Regions from separate parts of the Hordeum vulgare genome. Here region 1 is linked to region 2. A link is a contact called in public Hi-C data. All regions are on one chromosome and are shown on one strand. The core of a region is the stretch at or near the end of the contact, and the rest is flanking DNA. Distances in the headings are between cores, read along the strand shown.

Region 1 (5,974 bases), core at 2,966-5,465, 320 kb before region 2:
CTTTAAAAGTCTAAAACGGGCACCATTCACAACATATTAGAATACATGGAAGGTACTTCCTCTGTAAACAAATATAAGATGTTTTAGATCACCAAATAAAACATCTTATATTTGTTTGCGGAGGGAGTATGTATCAACCAAACGGCAGCAACAAGTGAACACAGCGGAAAGAAAACTGTCAAAGCCAGGAAAAATTCACCTTAAATGGATTGAACTCATCAAAGCTACTCTTAAATGATGTAATCCGTGCTGGGGCTTTCTTTCCATCTTGCTTATCCCTGAATGAGGCAGGCCTTGAGAGCGGTCCACTTTCCACGGAAGCTTGATTCTTCCGGTATACAAACCTAGGCATGATTTTCTTGTTACTCGATTTATTCAGAAGGGACAACGCAAGGAGAATAATACAATATGGAATTCATCATTTGTACCTAGGAAAGCAAGATCCTGGTGCCATGTCAAGTACATCATTTGTATACTCATCGAAGATGGATACTGATGATATTGCATAAGATAGTCCCATGAAAAGCGATGATTCCTGGCACATCAACAAGACTGCAGGAGTAAGCTCCGTGGCTTCACCGTTGATACGGCAATGCAGCTAATGCTTGACGTTGGAAGTAAAAATGTTTTTGTTTCCTACTTATACCTGATAAACCACAATGGCAGCATATGCGCCTAGAGGAACACTGGAGATCATGGAGGCTAGGAAGGCTCCTAAAACAGCAAATGGCCAGAGAAGAATAGCCAGACCAGCAAATGGCACACACACTGTCTCAAGAAAAGGTCCTTCTCTGCCAACTAGATCTTCAATAAGCCGCTTCCATCCTTTGAAAAGCATCACAGGGAACTTGTACAAGGCAATTACTGTGAACATTATCCCATCCATTAGGAGTCCACATGCAGCAGCGAGTACTGCGCCAGGAATATCAAGCACTCTGGGAAAATGCAGAATTAACTGTTTGAATTTGTTCAACATAATTCTTCAAGAAAAATAAGATACATAGGGTATTTAAATATAGCATGGTGGAATTTCATTTGACAAGGAAAATTTCACATATAAGTTATTCCGAACTTCATGGCAATCCTGAAATGCTTGTCCATAGCAAAAACAAATGCATCATATAACAAAAGAACATAACAATAATTACAGTGACACATATAGTGCTATTAGCATCCTATATGAAGGTTCCATGATTCCACGTTTACAATGACATAGTATATAATATGATTGCACTACTCGAGTTAGTCCTAGTAACTCATGGAGTTTTGTCCAAGTATCAGATGGAAAAGCTAGCACAAAGAAACTTGCAACCTTCTTTGATACTCCCTCCGTCCCAAAATAACTGTCAGTTATTTTGGGACGGAGGGAGTAGTAGATAAATAGCTAAAAATAAAAGAAGCAAGCAAACCTTATTTCAAATGGTTTTCCGCCAGGAGGTTCGTGGAACCGTAGATCATCCATATATGCAAGATATGAATGTAATAGCATGTCTTTCATGTCCCTGACTACTGTACAGCCTCCTGTGATAGTGCTCCATGTTCCATCCTGCATTTCAATTTAGCTACTCATGTAAAACAAGCACTCCCTTGTTTTTTATGTCGGAAATATTTTGACCGTCCAATTTTGTAATTTGAGCATGAGTTTATTGTACAATATTTTGTTAATAGATACAAAATTACAAGCATAATAAATTGATTTTGAACAATAACCCAACAGCACTAACTTGCGTAAAATAATCAACATATCATTGGATTAATTGTTGTCCCCAACATGGATTTTGACACTTCAAAGTTTGAGAAGTGCATAAACAGCATAATTTCAAAGTAGCATTATAAAAATAAAATCATGAATATACCACAAAGCAATGAACGAGTGGCCTTTCTTTTCCTTCACCGAGTGCATCAAATGTGGCCATTACTGGTGCTAGAAAGCCGTATGCTAACCCAGCAAGTACACTTCCAAGGACGCCAACTATTAGCCACATGACTAAAACCCCAGATACAGAAATAAGAAGCAGCAGCTTCACAACAGGTCCCACCAGCTTGGTTCTGCCTTCATAGAAAGGGGATCACTGGTCAGCAACTCAGCATATCTATGTACATAGAGCCATCACATGATATTTTCTTTTCAGATAGATTTGTACTCCCTCTGTACCTAAATAATTGTAGTTTGGAAGAACTAGTCTAGTTCTCCCAAACTACAATTATTTAGGTACAGAGGGAGTACAAAACTGTGAACGCTACCTGATGATGCAGTAGTATGTCCAAATCACATGCATAGGCCATAATCCCAGAACGAGTGCAGATATTCCGATCGCCATAATAAACCAGGCCCATGGGCCAAACAGAACACCTGGATAGGCAAAATCAGAAAAGAACAGAGGACTGCAAATCAGACTATGAAACAAAACATGAGTACCAAAATGGCAACTCTGATTTCTGGAAGTAACAAATTTCGATCACCCTTGCGGTCATTTACTTTCAATACCACAGTTACATATCTTTCCTTGGATACCACTTGAGTTTTCAGTTGCAATGACCAGTAGTGGTCAGTTATATCGCACATACAAAGGTTGAAGCAGCAAAAATGGCTCAAAATCCAAAATGTTCATGACCGTTTTCAGAAAAAAGAAAGAAAACTCATTATCTTATACTCCCTCACACAAGTCTCTAATAATTCTTATATGTGTGAACAGAGGGAGTACTACAGTCTACAGAAGACCTGTGAATCTAGCCAGCTGATGTGTCATTTCAGAGAACGTGCCTACACCCAGCTAATATGAACTCTGTTCCTTTTCTAAAAATATGAACTCTGTTAGTTCCATCACTGATGAAACAAAAAGTACTCCCACATATGGAATCTGTACAAAAAGTACTCACTTGTAGATTCTATAATGAGAAATTGTGGAATGCTCCAAGAAAGTAAAAGAGCAAAGCCTATTGATACAAGATAACAGGGTGATCAACACAAGCAAGCAACCACATGATGGAATGAAGCCCAAATACTTCAGACAAATACCTGTTTAATCAGTCATTCTGCATTTTTAAACTAATAAACGCATCAAACATAGACAAGTAGGTACTGATGTGTAAATTTTTCATCACATGGTTCTGTAGAAAATAATCATCTGATGCAATTCTAATCCATAGTACTTTCTTAGGACAGCAAAGAGAAGCAAAGGGAACTAATATAGACAGGAGCAGGCGTTGTGATCACCTTTGATGATCCCCAGGAGAAGAAGGCCACAGAAGAAGGGCAAAAACTTGAAGCAGCTCCAGACAGAGGCCCGGAACCCAGTCAATGGCTCCATGACAAGCCCGGTCAACCCAAGACTCTGCTCAATCCCTTCCTGAAGGAAAGTTCCTCCCCTTCGAGAGCAAGAGCAAGCAACGTTATCCAACCCCACGAACTTGGCAAGACGGCAGCAGAAGAATGAGAAAACTAAAACAGAGCTTGCTTCCAGGAAGAATTTTCAAGAACCGTTAGCAATCAATCCCAAGGCCGAAGAGACAAAGATAGGCAGGAGAAAGCGGGTCCTGCTGACTGCTGCGGGTGGTTGGGGTTTGGCAAGAGCAGGCGGCGGCCTGGGGATTGGCGGTGGGTACGGGCGGTTAACTAACTAAACAAGAACAAGCACCAAAGGGGAAGCGAGAAAACTAGCAATAAATCGAGAAAAAGTGGGACTGGCTTCGCAGCCGCCCTGTGCTGTCACTGCTGTTTTGGCTGTGCCCTGAGGCTGAGAGAGGGAATCTGATGCTAAGCCACTGGCTGGGAGGAGCAGAGGTTTCTTGCTCTTGGGGCTAGGGGTTTCAGATTGTTAGTTTAATACGGAGATTTGGAAAAGGAAAGGAGCTCGGTTTGCTGGTGGGGTGCAGGTTGCAAGGGGGAATGAAGACGAAAGGGACGGGACAACGAATGGTCACACAGATTCGTGCGTACTTCTGGCGCAAACACACGAGGGATACCTGACAGGAGGGGCCGAGGGATCATGTCAAATTAATTGCTGCTAAGTTTGTACTACGGGATTGAGATGATTATCCCTTTGAATCACACTTGCTCTTGTCCTTGTATCTTTATTCTAATACTAAAACGGCTATTATTTCAGTCGAAAAACCCGTTGCGGCACGTTTATAAAAACGTCCCTGCAGTTTTATGTATTCAACCTGCAGTCCCTATGTGAGTGGATTTAGAAAAACGTTTCGATTTTGCAAATTAACCCCTGCGTTTTGTAATAATTCCGCCCGTGCTCCTTATCCACTGGCAGAGAAGGGGGAGGGGGGGGGAGGGGGGGGGGGGGGGGGGGGGGAAGGTCCATGTCGACGCAAGGGGCGTTTGGCCATCCATGGCGGCCTCCCTGAAACGAAGGACGAGAAGGCGGACGTCGTGCGCACGTGCTCACATAAGGGAGGCCACCCTTGCTGCGCTCGTGGGCGTTGATGGAGGGTGGAAGGGGGACATATTTGGGTGGGTACGCTGGCCGCCGGTATCTGCCGACGAGGAAGACGGGCGAATCCGGGCTCGGCATCGAAGGATCTGTCGGCTTCCTCCACTGACCGCGGCGCCCTCCTCATCCAAAGAAAGATAGGGAGTAGGGTGTGAGCGTGAGAGGACACAAAAGAAGAAAGGAAAAGGAGAAGGAGAAACTGAGGGACGTGGTCGCCGACGGTGGCGACTTCGGTGACCGGCCGAGGCGTTGGGCGACAAGCTCCTGTTCACGCAGCGGTAGAGGGCGCCTTCGCGGCGACCAACAATCAGTTCATCCGAAAAAGAGAGGCTCCAACAGGCCGGATTTAGCACTCGCTCTCTCCCCCAAGGTTGAGGAGGCTGAATGTGATGGCAGCCACCGTTCCCCTGTGTCGCCCATGCAAGAGAAACGTGGCCGCGGACGCCCCAGCGAAGTGGCTCGCCTCCCCACCGCCGCTTGGGATCCACACTCCGTGTGGCCACCCACGTTGAGTCTTATCCCCCTTGAAACCTAACCGTGGATGCTCACCTAAGTACGATGGAAGCTTTTTCCCTTTGTCACCATGGATAGCAGACAGTAAATGGGGTCAAGGGAAGTTGGTCAGGCTCGAGCAGTACATGTTTACCATTGCTGGCTGTTGCCGGGAGAGGTACGTTGGTTTGATTTTTTTCAAGACCCCGAACTGAAACAAGTCACTTGCGCCATTTCAATGATGCAAAGTTTTAGTGTCTTTGCCGAGGAAATTGTGTGCAGAGAAGCAGCCTTGATCTTACATGTTAAACCTATTTTTGCAGAACCAAATACTGACAATAAGAGATCGTATATGCTTAGTTGCATGGTGAATTTGATTGAAATCTAATTAGTATGGATGGTAAACAACACTTTTATGCAACATATCAGTCAAGATACAAAGGAACAAGATCTGCCTTAAGGTGCGTCGGGTCGGCGATGGGTTTGTGTTAGACATGAACCGAGCTATCTATAAGTGATAGAAAATGCATGGTTGCTTGTGCGCTCCCTTTATGCTAAGCAATGGACAAATATGCCAACTTATTTTTCCTTTTGTGATTGCCTTTTTTCTTAGTGGCTAATCTATAACTGCCCTGTAATAATCACTTTCTCTTTTTACATCAGCATGATTTAGTCGATGGAGTCCCGCTGCTAAAGGACGTGAGAGGCAGTGCTATCGTTGGAAGTTTACTTTTCTAATCACAAGGATCCGGGAGTACAAGAGTACATACTTTACTGAATTCTATAGCTCTATTTTTTGACATGCCGGTTGATTAATTTTATGTTAAATCAAAGTTGTTATCGGAAAAATACTTACCTACTTAAAGAAGGTCCTAATATAAAAAATGTTGGCATAGTTTTCAGGCATCCTATCATTCAAATCTACTTCGGACACGAGATGACACATCAACATTTTGATGCCTCAAGTGATAGCTGGAGAACAAGGGTACCAAAATAAATTCACGGTCTCTTTGCTCAATTCTATGCTTCTCAAAATG
Region 2 (5,994 bases), core at 2,673-5,172:
TCTTATGTTTCCCTAAAACTGCCTTGAAGAAAGAGCCATGTGCTCATGATAAACATATTTTGTGTCTTCAGGGCAGCCATCTTCTTCCTCTTATTCTTCATCAACAATGGCCTTGGTCTTTAAGGCAAGGTTGGGTGATGTTGTTTTTGACTGAACACGAGCAAGTGCATTGTCGGCGGTCTTGTTCATAATATCCATAACAATAAACTCATCCAACACTTCTCCTGAGGACAAGGAGTGAAAATCTGGTCTTTGCCGAATGCCGGAAGACATGGCTTTGTTGAAAGGCATGATGGCCTTGAGAAACTTGCGCTTGATCCATGTGTCATTTGTATCTTTGCTCCCATGATCTTGAAGAGCAACAGCGAGGGCAGTCACCCTTCGATAGAGATCAAGGGGGTCCTCATCTTCTAGCATCACAAATCATCGGCCTGATCAAGGACCACTTCAAAGTTTGACCGTTGAATGCTTGAGCTTCCCTTGTACAACACCATGATGTGCTCCGAACACTCCTTTGCACGAGTGAAGGGCCACAGGTGTGGAAGATCTTCTAGTGGAACTACGGATTGAAGGATGAACAATGCGGAATGATTGTATTGTTTGTCCGCCTCTTCTCTTAGAGTAACGTTCCTTGGATCATGAGGATATTAACCTTGCTCGATGATTCTCCAAAGATTTGTTGAGTTGTGATTCAAATGAGACTTGATAGAAAAAACCCAATTAGATAAATCACCTTTAACAAGTTTTGGAGGAGGTCCTAGGTTATTAATATGCGGGGTAGGAACCGGTCCTCCATAGACCGGGGGAGGGGGAACCGAGGCAAAAGTCCCCATCCCATTCTTGTCATGAGGGGAGGAGGTTTGAGTACCTTTAACCGCCTCCTTGTCAGAATTGGCTTCCGACACCGATGGGGTGGGTTTAACCACAAGCAACGGGTCGGGAGAATCTCTCATCCCCACAAGTAATTCTTTAAGCATGGATTTGACTTCGGTAGTCACAGACGTCTTGAGTGAAGCCATGGCCTCATTCAAGTCGTCTCGTGTGACCGAAACCACCTCCACGGCCTCCGACCCTTCGGGCGAACCTCACCATCGTCAACCATACTCTTCGGATGGTGAAACCCTTAATAAAGAGACGTAGCTCTGATACCAATTGAAAGGATCGATATGGTTGACTAGAGGAGGGGTGAATATGCAACTACCATTTTTTAGCTTGTCTTACCAAATTAACGTTAGCAACAAAAGGTTCTCTATATGAACGACTAGGTGAGCAACCTATATGATGCTAACTACAACGATAATAAGTGCAAGCAAGGAATACACCACAACAACAACAAGTACAAAGTAAAGGTAAGAGATAACCGCAAGTGGAACCGGTGGAGACGAGGATGTGTTACCGAAGTTCCTCCCCTTTGACAGGAAGTACGTCTCCGTTGGAGCGGTGTGGAGGCACAATGCTCCCCAAGAAGCCACTAGGGCCACCGTATTCTCCTCACGCCCACACACAATGCGAGGTGCCGTGATTCCACTATTGGTGCCCTTGAAGGCGGCGACCGGACCTTTACCAACAAGGTTGGGGCTATCTCCACACAAAGCTTGCTATCTCCCAACTAGACCACGAAGCTTCACCACAAATGGCATGTGGCTCCGAGGTGACCTCAACCGTCTAGGATGCTCAAACACCCAACAATAACAAGATCCGCAAGGGATTAGTGGGGGGAATCAAATATCTCTTGGTGGAAGTGTAGATCAAGGCCCTCTCAAACAATCCCTAGAAAATCAACAAGTTTGATTGCCTAGGGAGAGTGATCGGGCAAGAATAAGCTTATGGAGCAACAATGGAGCTTGGAGAGGTTAAAGGTGAGCTCCTCGAAGAAGAAGACACCTTTATATAGTGGGGGGTGGGGTCAGATCCAACTATTACCCACCCACCACAGCAATAGTCAAGCGGTACTACCGCTCCTAAGAGCGGTACTACCACTCTGCATCTCACCAACCACAATAGTATTAAATTACTACCGTGCCTACTACTGCGGGGGGAAAAGTATGCGAAAAAGTCCGTCGGAGCGGTAGTAAAAAATTACTACCGCACTGAGGGTGGTAGTACCGCTCATGGAGCGGTAGTAAAAAATTACTACCGCTCTGAGAGCGGTACTACCATTGGCCCTTTTGCATACATAATAAAGATGAGTATGGAGCTCCATTGTAGCTAAAGAAAAGGCGGTGCACTAAGTGTGTACATGATGATTCCACCCAAACCTTTCCGATGCGAACCCCCTCTTCATAGTACGACTTTTCTACGACTCAAAACCACCAAAGAGAAACGTAGAAAACAACTGTCTTCGAGAGATTCTGAGGGGCATCGAATCGTCTTGTGCCTAGATATGAATTATCTGAAATGCTCAATGCACACGATTAGTCCGCACATGCATTGTCATCAATGACTAAAACCGCTTAGGGAGAAATATGCCCTAACAGCCATCTCAGTCATTCAGAGGTTCTTATAAGGGTAAGTATGCGTGAGTGCGTGCGTTCGTTCATAGAGATGAATGTGCGCTCGGTCAGTGTGCGAGCGAACAGTCCGGTCATGAAAATGCGATTCAGATGGGCTTTTCAAACAGGCATGAGACACTCGGCTGGCCGACACCCCTCCCCGACCGCCGCGACGAAGCCTGCGTCCGCCTCGCCCATCGGCATCCCGTCCTCGACTTCGTCGTGCAAGCCGAAGAACATCACCTGATCGAACCGACGCCGTCGATAGAGAGAGGGAAGCGACTGTGGCGTCATAAGAATCAATAGAGGACATGAAGGAGCAGTTGTCCCCCAGCCACGCGCGGAACCCCGCACCCCATTCTTTCATCCACCGACAAGGATTGTGCCACTGGACCAGGATGAGACAAAGAAGAAGAAGGAAATCAACCGTCGTAGGGAGTACGAGGCGACGCCGACGACTGCGACTGTGATAGTAGAGGAGCATGTAACAAGGATGCAGATGGAGCATGCATCACAAATGTATGAGCTACATACGGGGCATGACGCAAGGATTCCCTAAGAGCAGGAGACAAGGATGACCTGGGAGCAGGAGGCATGGATGTCGTCCCGCAAATGATCCAGCCAGCCAGTGAGCTATCCATCACGCTCGGACATTGCTTCTTAGTTTTTGCATGTCCAAATTATTAAATTATGATTTATTTTGCTTTCTTTCGAACCGTTGAATTCAGACAATTCATGTTGTATAATCGATGCACATGCATTTCATGAATTTGAGATTCTGTATTTGAGATGTATAGATGTACAACAACCATATAAAAGATCCTTTAACATTGTTCATGAACACATTCATATAAAAAGTCAAATTTGCCAAATCCGGCTGTACATGCTCCAACCTAGCAGTGGACCATTTGTTCCGAGTGAAAATAAATAAATACACAATCGATGAATTCAGAAATAGGGGCTCATAGTTTGTCGCGCTTGAGACAATCACGTCCTGTCCAATTTTGATACTACAAGAAAAGGTTATCTTACGTACGCATGCAGCCAGACTTAGCGCTATGCCCGACCGTCACACCCGCCGACTGCTCCGCACCTGCCCGGCCGGCCGGCCGACGCACCATGATCCCAACACCATTGCCAAGCTCCAGGGCGGCGGCACACCGTGCTGTGAGATGCCGCAGCCGCCCCCACCTCCCCTCCGGCGAGCGTCGGCACCGTCCGTTCCAGTGTCATATGGTCAGCCCTTCGGATTTGGGCCGGGCGTGACGAATCCAAACTTTCTCTGTTGGGCTGGTTGTGGTTTATGGGCCTCTCTGTTTGGGTTGGTTGTGGCTGATGGGCTTCTGTTTGTTGTTGTGCGATTGCTTTGCTCAGTCCCTTTTGAGCCCACATAATAAGAGGAACCCCCACCCACTCGAAAAAAAAGAAGAAGAAAAACCCTAGACTCAAAGCCCCGCAGGCCGCAGCCCGAGCCGTCGCGAAGCGTGAAGAAGACATGGGGCGGCCGTACGCAGTCAAGGGGAAGAAGAAGCGGAAGCTGGAAGGCGGCGAAGCCTCGCGCGCCCCTCCGGTCGACGCCGAGGAGGTGGAGCTAGAGGGCAAGGAAAATGAGGAGGTGACGGAGGGGGAGGCGGCGCCAGAGGCCTTTGCCGAGGAGGTGGGGGATGGGATCCCCATCGTGCCCCGCCCGCTGGACAGTAAGCGGCGGCCGGGCGCTATCTTCGTACTTGAGAGGGCCTGCCTCGAGGTCGGCAAAGTCGGCAAGGTATGCTTCTTCTATGGACTATGGACCAATAAATCAGTGATTTATTTCTGACTGTGACCGATTGTTTCTCCTTTGGCGGTCGAATTCAGCTTTAGATAAATTTCTTCGAATAGCTGGTTTATTCATGTGCTACTTTAGGTAGCAATGGTCGAAAATTAGTGGCTGCTACCTGCTAGGATGCAGTAAAGAGCAAGTGTTAACTAATTATACCAGAGCAGCTATATTCCTTACAAGACATCTGCTGATTAAAGAGACTACACCTCGTCCTAAACAAAAAGCCCCTTATTTTATGTCAGTTTTACTGATTCTTTTAACTGTTTCTATAGGGTATGCAAATCTTGAATTCGGATGATCACGCTAATTATTTAAGGAAGCAGAATCGCAATCCAGCTGATTATAGGCCTGATATCATCCACCAGGTATTCTAAATTTTCGTCATTATTATTTTCTTTCGGGTACTGTAATACTCCCTCCGTCCCAAATTAAGTGACTCATCTTTGTACTAAAGTTAGTACAAAGTTGAGTCACTTATTTTTGGGACAGAGGGAGTATTATCCATCCATAAGTTCCTGTTGTAAGTCAAAGGGAACCAAACTTAATTTGTTTGTCAACGTGAATACTAGCATTTGTTTCCTCTCTTTTGGTTGTTGAACCCTGTTTGGGTATCTGAATAGCTACAATGTATGACAGTTATGAATTTCGCCCCAAAATTTTTTGCAGGCACTACTAGCAATATTTGATAGCCCCCTAACTAAGGCTGGCAGGTTACAAGCTGTTTATGTTAGGACTGAAAAGGGAGTGTTGTTTGAAATCAAGCCTCATGTTCGCATGCCACGGACGTTCAAGCGTTTCTGTGGTTTGATGTGTAAGTTCCAAATAATAGAAGTAGTGCATGTTCTTCACCTTTTAAGTCATTTATTCCCTCTGTACCGAAGTACTTGTAGCTGGGGGAAACTAGTACAAGTTTCCCCAACTATAAGTATTTCGGTACAGTGCTAATATTTCATGAACCATGCTGACCTGCAAGTTATACAACATCACAGCACAGTTATTGCAAAAGCTGAGCATCACGGCAGTTGGGAAGCGTGAGAAGCTCCTTAATGTTATTAAAAATCCTGTTACCCAGTATCTACCTGTTGGCACACGGAAGATTGGTGAGAAAATTATCTATTTAGTAGAACTTCTATCTGGATCAGATAAGGATGCTAATTGATGTGTTTTTGGTCATTAGGCCTTTCATATAGTGCGGAGAAGGCAGTTAATTTGTGTGACTATGTTGCTAAGTCCAATGATGATGAACCTCTTGTGTTTGTGGTGAGTGGAACTGTAAAAGCTTTGATTTTGTACTAATTTGTTTTCTATCATCTGTTGCTTCCTTGTGCATAATCTCATATTGTCTGCACATAATTATTCCAGGTTGGTGCCATGGCCCATGGAAAGGTTGACAAGGAATACTCAGATGATTACATACAGAGTAAGTAACCCTGTTTGAAATAAGAACTCTAGTCCTGAGAACTTCCTAAACTTCTGATAAGGGTGATACTATATATGTTTGTTAAATCAGTATGTTTTTCAGTTATTTTGATCTTTTGAGAGTTTACAAATGGGTGTTAGATAAATTCTTGTTGGTATTAACTATTAAATGAGGTTTAGTCTCTTTCATATTTTCTGAAACTATCCAATTCCTGGATTTCCTTTATTTCGATAATTAACTGCCTCGAATAAGTTGGGCTTGGG

Evidence for each region. A called contact is a pair of places that touch in the nucleus more often than the background predicts.
Region 1: a Hi-C map of leaf shows a contact between it and region 2, with 2.5 times the contacts expected there. The contact joins the promoter of LOC123406286 here to the promoter of LOC123403065 in region 2. A contact is called at or near these places in 2 of 6 Hi-C or Micro-C datasets (leaf and seedling) and 1 of 1 datasets of contacts at active chromatin or transcription factors (embryo).

Annotation. Positions count from the first base shown.
Region 1 is chr6H:334,621,489-334,627,462 of MorexV3_pseudomolecules_assembly, reverse strand. LOC123406286 reads right to left here and starts at 4,215. Exons shown (of 10, transcript XM_045099774.1): 1 at 3,218-4,215; 2 at 2,245-2,353; 3 at 1,857-2,049; 4 at 1,410-1,546; 5 at 647-935; 6 at 429-535; 7 at 200-344. The coding sequence starts at 3,311.
Region 2 is chr6H:334,300,510-334,306,503 of MorexV3_pseudomolecules_assembly, reverse strand. It overlaps LOC123403065 (ribosomal RNA small subunit methyltransferase nep-1-like), which reads left to right and starts at 3,922. Exons shown (of 7, transcript XM_045097037.1): 1 at 3,922-4,257; 2 at 4,584-4,676; 3 at 4,978-5,122; 4 at 5,301-5,411; 5 at 5,489-5,571; 6 at 5,674-5,731. The coding sequence starts at 3,988.